Linked DNA regions of Mus musculus: region 2 is linked to region 1. The links are chromatin contacts, called in public HiChIP or PLAC-seq maps. All regions are on one chromosome and are shown on one strand. Each heading gives the region's core, a stretch centred on a gene start, on an enhancer-like site or on the middle of the called end of the contact. The rest is flanking DNA. Distances are from core to core; before and after follow the strand shown.

What was found. HiChIP or PLAC-seq counts read pairs in DNA pulled down with a chosen protein or histone mark.
Region 2: an H3K4me3 HiChIP or PLAC-seq map of embryonic forebrain shows a contact between it and region 1, with 5 times the contacts expected there. The contact joins the promoter of St8sia2 here to the enhancer-like site in region 1. A contact is called at or near these places in 6 of 39 promoter capture datasets (cranial neural crest, embryonic stem cells, maxillary cranial neural crest and 2 more), 2 of 484 Hi-C or Micro-C datasets (cerebral cortex and cortical neurons) and 13 of 115 datasets of contacts at active chromatin or transcription factors (craniofacial prominence, differentiating embryonic stem cells, embryonic basal ganglia and 7 more).

What each region holds. Positions count from the first base shown.
Region 1 is chr7:73,629,550-73,632,249 of GRCm38.p6, reverse strand. No RefSeq gene overlaps it. Among named protein-coding and RNA genes, the nearest start is that of Gm26176, 15 kb to the left of the region's middle. Within about 2 kb of position 1,334, at least 14 of the 459 cell types and tissues checked have an H3K27ac peak or open chromatin away from gene starts, as enhancers often do. A contact at or near this core is called in embryonic basal ganglia and embryonic forebrain, where this site is marked.
Region 2 is chr7:74,012,363-74,015,062 of GRCm38.p6, reverse strand. It overlaps St8sia2 (ST8 alpha-N-acetyl-neuraminide alpha-2,8-sialyltransferase 2), which reads left to right and starts at 1,381. Exons shown (of 6, transcript NM_009181.2): 1 at 1,381-1,666. The coding sequence starts at 1,569.

The DNA.
Region 1 (2,700 bases), core at 85-2,584:
CCCAGTAACCACATGGTAGCTCACAACCATCTGTAACGAGATCTGACGCCCTTTTCTGGTGTGTCTGAAGACAACTACAGTGTGCTTACATGTAGTAAATAAATAAATCTTTAAAAAAAATTTAGAGCCGGGCGTGGTGGCGCACACCTTTAATCCCAGCACTCGGGAGGCAGAGGCAGGCAGATTTCTGAGTTCGAGGTCAGTCTGGTCTACAAAGTGAGTTCCAGGACATCCAGGGCTATACAGAGAAACCCTGTCTCAAAAAACAAAACCAAAAAAATTTACTTATTTTATGTATATGAGTACCATCACTGTCTTCTAATATACCAGAAGAGGGCCTCAGATCCCATTATAGGTGGTTGTGAGCCACCATGTGGTTGCTGGGAATTGAACTCAGGACCTCTGGAAGAGCAATCAGAGCTCTTAGCTGCTGAGCCACCGCTCCAAACCCCAGGAAATTTTTGTTTGTTTGTTTGTTTTGGTTTTTTTTTTTTTGTTTTTTCTTTCTTTCTTTCTTTCTTTTTTCACTTTGTAGACCAGGCTGGGCTTGAACTCAGAAATCTGCCTGCCTCTGCCTCCCAAGTACTCGGATTAAAGGCGTGCGCCACCACGACCGGCTAGGAAATTTTTAATAAATAAATTAAGTGGATTATTTAAAACAGAAAAATGGGGCTGGAGAGATGGCTCAGTAGTTAAGACCATTGACTGCTCTTTCAGAGGTCCGGAGTTCAATTCCCAGCAACCACATGGTGGCTCACAATCATCTGTAATGGGATCTGATGCCCTCTACTGGTGTGTCTGAAGACAGCTATAATTGTACTCATATACACAAAATAAATAAGTAAACCGAAGAAGAAGAAGAAGAAGGAGAAGCTGGGTGTGGTGGCACATGCCTTTAATCCCAGCACTCGAGAGGCAGAAGCAGGTGGATTTCAGAGTTTGAGGCCAGCCTGGTCTACAAAGTGAGTTCCAGGACAGCCAGGGCTATACAGAGAAACCCTGTCTCGAAAGAAAAAAAAAATAAATAAATAAATAAAAAAGAAAGAAAAATGACACACATCTAGGACACACATGACTCACTCACCTGTCTATCACAGTGTTATGTGTTCTCAGGCGTCTAAGGAAGGGGAAGAAGAAAAATCTGACCCTCTCATACCCTGGCCAAAAGAGGAGCAGATACCGCAGAAGTGCTGGGCCCTGGAGAGGCTGTCGAACAAATGAGAGTGATTTGCTCTGACAGCTGAGCTGCCTCAGCAATCAGGCAGCATTCACTCTGCACAAAGGGGGTCCCATCAGCCCTTCAGCTGGGCCTCTGGGTCTGACATAAGCACTAATTCAGAAGAAGCCGTCGAGTTCATCTTCTGCGTGTTCCTTGTTGCTATGGATAGCTTAGAGGGGATGGAACCCGGAAGCATGCACTAAAGCACCTGCTGAGATGGGGTAAGGGGGGGCACAGTCCAGGGTTAGCCTTCGAGTCGTTTAGATGAAGCACTTTGAATTCAACCCCTGAATAATGGAAAGATAGAATCTCTGTCGTGTTGCTATGATTTAACTACTACCAAAATCCCCGTGGGGGGGTCAATGGTTTATATTTACTGAGAATCAAGAAAGTCAACTAACCAAGTTTAATTTACTTTAGCTTTCTTTTTTTCACCTTAATGCCAAATCGTTTGTTTTTTTTTGTTTAAAGACAGGAATTTGTCCTTGAACCGATGATCCTCCTGCCTTAGCCTCTGGAGTACTGGGATTGCAAGCATACGCCACCACACCTGGATCTTCCTAGTTTAACATTTATTGGCAAACATCCCCTCCAGATAAGAGCTGGAGAATACCATTCATTTCTTTCTCTGGGTGGTTGTTCAATTATTTTCAAAAACATCTGGCATAAAATAAGACATTAAAGGGCACACATGACAGACAACCACATCTGTGAGTGTGCATCCTTTTTTTGTAATCTATCAAGAGAGTCCAGAGCTGGTGATGTGACTCGGTTGGTACAGTGCTGGCCTAACCTGCTCGAAATCCTAGGTTTGCTCCCCCAACACAGCCTGAACCAGGTATGGCAGCACACTTGTAATGGCTCCAATGTGGAGCATGGAGACCAGAAGTTTAAGGCCATCCCTGGGTACACAGAGAACTCAAGCCAGCCTGAGCTACAAGAGACCTTGTCTCAGAGAAGAAAAGAAAACCTCTGCAAGTAGCCACCATAGAACTCAAAGTCACAGATGCTAAGCAAGAATTCTGCTGGAATACTCTCCTAGCCTCTGTGTGTGTGTGTGTGTGTGTGTGTGTGTCTGTCTGTCTGTCTGTCTGTCTGTCTCTGTACATATTTGTACGTGTTTGTGTCTGTGCCCCCAATCAGGTCTAGCCACTCGTCCTCAACAAGCCAACTAAAACTCCCAAAGTAAAAGAGGAAATCAGAAAAAGAAGCTTTATTCGGTATGGCCACATTGGGAAGAGACATGAAGTGATCCATCAAGTCCCTCAAGTCAGTCTCCTGGGTCCTGAAGTGAGATCAAAGTTTTGGTTTTTCGGGACAGGGTTTCTCTGTGTAGCCCTGGATGTCCTGGAACTCTCTCTGTAGACCAGGCTGGCCTCGAACTCAGAGATCTGCCTGCCTCTGCCTCCCGAGTTCTAGGATCAAAGGCGTGATAGAGGGTAAAACATCTAAGTGTTCCTGGTCAAGGTATGGTCCTGCCT
Region 2 (2,700 bases), core at 132-2,631, 380 kb before region 1:
TCCTGTCAGCAGGCAGGGCATAGAGGCTCTCCCTGCAGGTGAGAGCTTGTCCTGAATCACACCACTACCACCAGTACCACCACCAACAACAACAACAATAAAAATAAAAACAGCAACAAAACCCAGCAGGCCTCCTGCAGAGACCACTCCCTTTAGCCTGTTCCTCAATGAAGAAGTGTGGGGAGCTCCCTAGACCTTCACACCTTGGCCTGGGAGAGACACGGGAACTACACTAAGGGAACTACTAGCTCCTCCTTGGAGTTGTTCTGGAGGACAACCGACTGGGCATCTCTGTTTATCTACAGGTGCTTCCCAAACAGTAGGGCACTGCATTGACATTCTCAACGCCTCTGACAAGCAACCTCTAGGACCCTTCACTAACCAAAGGACGATCTGGCTTCTTCTGAAAAGTTACATCCAGTGTGTGTGTGTGTTGTAATCTAGTTCTAGTAAAACTTAATGAATGGGTTCTTCCCTCTTGACGCAGCAGGGCAAAAGGTAACGGTAAAGTGAGCTAAAAGGGTCTGAAGCAGGGAAATCGTTCGGTATGGGGTGGGGGGGAGGAGCATCTCCCTTTGTGGGAAGTGTATTTTTCTAGAAGGCCTTTTGATCATGATAGGACTCCAGGGGTTTATTGATTAGACCAGAAAAGAGCACGAGCTAAGGGGATGAAGCACGTACAGTACCAGCCACAATGTGGGTACTATGCCTGCTCTTGGAAGTAGAGCAGGTACTACGGGGATCCCTGGGTTCTAGCCATGACCTCAAACAACTCGAGAGTTCCATGCTCCCGGGCTTGGGTCTATAAATGGACAGAGATGACCGCCCATAGAGAAGGTGGTGTTGTGCAGGCTGAGCACCTCGCCCACCAATTGCCATGAACATCGCTGGTGAAGTTGGCCCCTCTTGCCCATTTCTTCTCCCCTCCTCTCTTCCACTTCCCCTTTCAATTCGTCAACTGCTGAAGCGTAGCCCAGAGGATACCGCCTCCTCGCAGCGCGCCGGAGACCGTCCCCAAGGTGCTAGTCTTTGTGTCGGGAAAACTTTGAGAGGAAGCGAGGGCGCTGGACAAAGAGCGAGCGACGCTAGGCGTTTGCCAAGCAGCCCCGGGTGCTCCGAGTTGTCTGGCTCAGCTCAGTCTCCGGGTCGCTTTCGATGGCCGGAGCCCAGCCTTCCTAGGCCGGGAGTGGCAAGCTCCCTGAGCCCTCTCGGGCAGGAAAAGCAAAGGCGGGTGGGTGGCCGCTAGAGTTAGTGGGAGGAGACCAGGCAAGGCGCGGAGCAAAGCTGTCAAACTGCGCCTGGAGCCCAGTGCGGGGCGGGGGGGAAAGGGGGGGGGGAGAAGGAGGGAGGGGAGGGGAGGGGCGGGCAGGAGCGGAGAGAGAGCGAGCGGGCTCGCCGCGCCAGAGCAACCCTTGTCTGTTGCTGCTGCTGTCGCCTTGGCCGCCGCCGGCCAGGACTCGCCCGGAGCGCAGGGTGTGTGCCCTGCTGCGCGTGGAGCGCGGAGGCTCCTTCAGCCCCAGCTCCTCGCCCCGGCCCGCGCGCGGGTCCCGGAGGGCACCGACCCCACCATGCAGCTGCAGTTCCGGAGCTGGATGCTGGCCGCGCTTACGCTGCTCGTGGTCTTCCTCATCTTCGCAGACATCTCAGAGATCGAAGAAGAAATCGGGTAAATAGCCTCCCTGAGCCCGTGCCCCATCCCCGGCGGGATCTCTTCTTCCCCTGGGCTCCTTACTCCCCATCCGCTTTGTGTGCGCCGCGCCCCCCTGTCGCTCAGCTGGAGGGATAGTGCCGGCGGTTTGGGCTGGGGGTGGCAGTGTCAGGGGCCCGGGACGCTTTAGGGAGTGGATGATGGGGGCGCGGCTGCCGAGGGGCGTCCCCGGGCGGGGTGCACGGGCAGCTGTAGCCGCGCGGCGTGGGGAAAGCGGACTCACCCACCCTGCTCCCTGTCCCCTAGTCCCTTCCCCCGGCGTGTGCGCGCGCGGTGTCGCCGGGGTCGAGGGAGGGCGCCGGGGAGTGTCTCGGGCGGGTAGAAGGACGGAGAGTGGAGGCAGGCAGGAGTTTCTTTGTCTCCGGCTCGGCCGTTTTCTCGCCTTGGCAAAGTGGGCAGGGGGCGCGCGGGGGATCTCTGAGCTGGGGGAGGGGAATCCCCTGGCGGGAGATGAGTGGGAAGGGCTCCGTACCGACTCCTGGGAAGGGGAATGTGCCCTGAACACACCGGTACGCACCCACGCCTCCCGCCGGCCAGCCCAGGATCCGGGCGTGGGGGGTAGCACCGCTAAAGGTGTGGCGCGCGGTGCTGGAGACCAGGGCTCTCCCCTGGCTTTGGGTGCTCTGACAACCCTGCGACGGCCCCAGGCAACCCCAGGTTGCTGAGCGCTCACAGCCGGCGCCAAGACCCGGGGAGGTTGTCGGAAAGTCTCCAACGCCGCCCGGTGGGCTTCGGGGTCCCCAGGAGCGCGCGATCTCAGCTTGTCCCTATCTCTTCAGAGGTAGGCGGGACCACACCTCCAGCTGTGCCTGGTTCGGGACTTCTTGGAATGAGCTGTCTAACTGAGCTGGGCTCATCAATCAGGGTGTCCCGTGGGCTGAAGCTGGCTCCCGATCCTACAGTCTTCTGCACGCGGAGCCCGACCCATGTCCGGAGCCTCCAAACCGTGGTGGAACATGTAGGAAGGCAGCAAGGCTCTGAGGTGGCCTTCA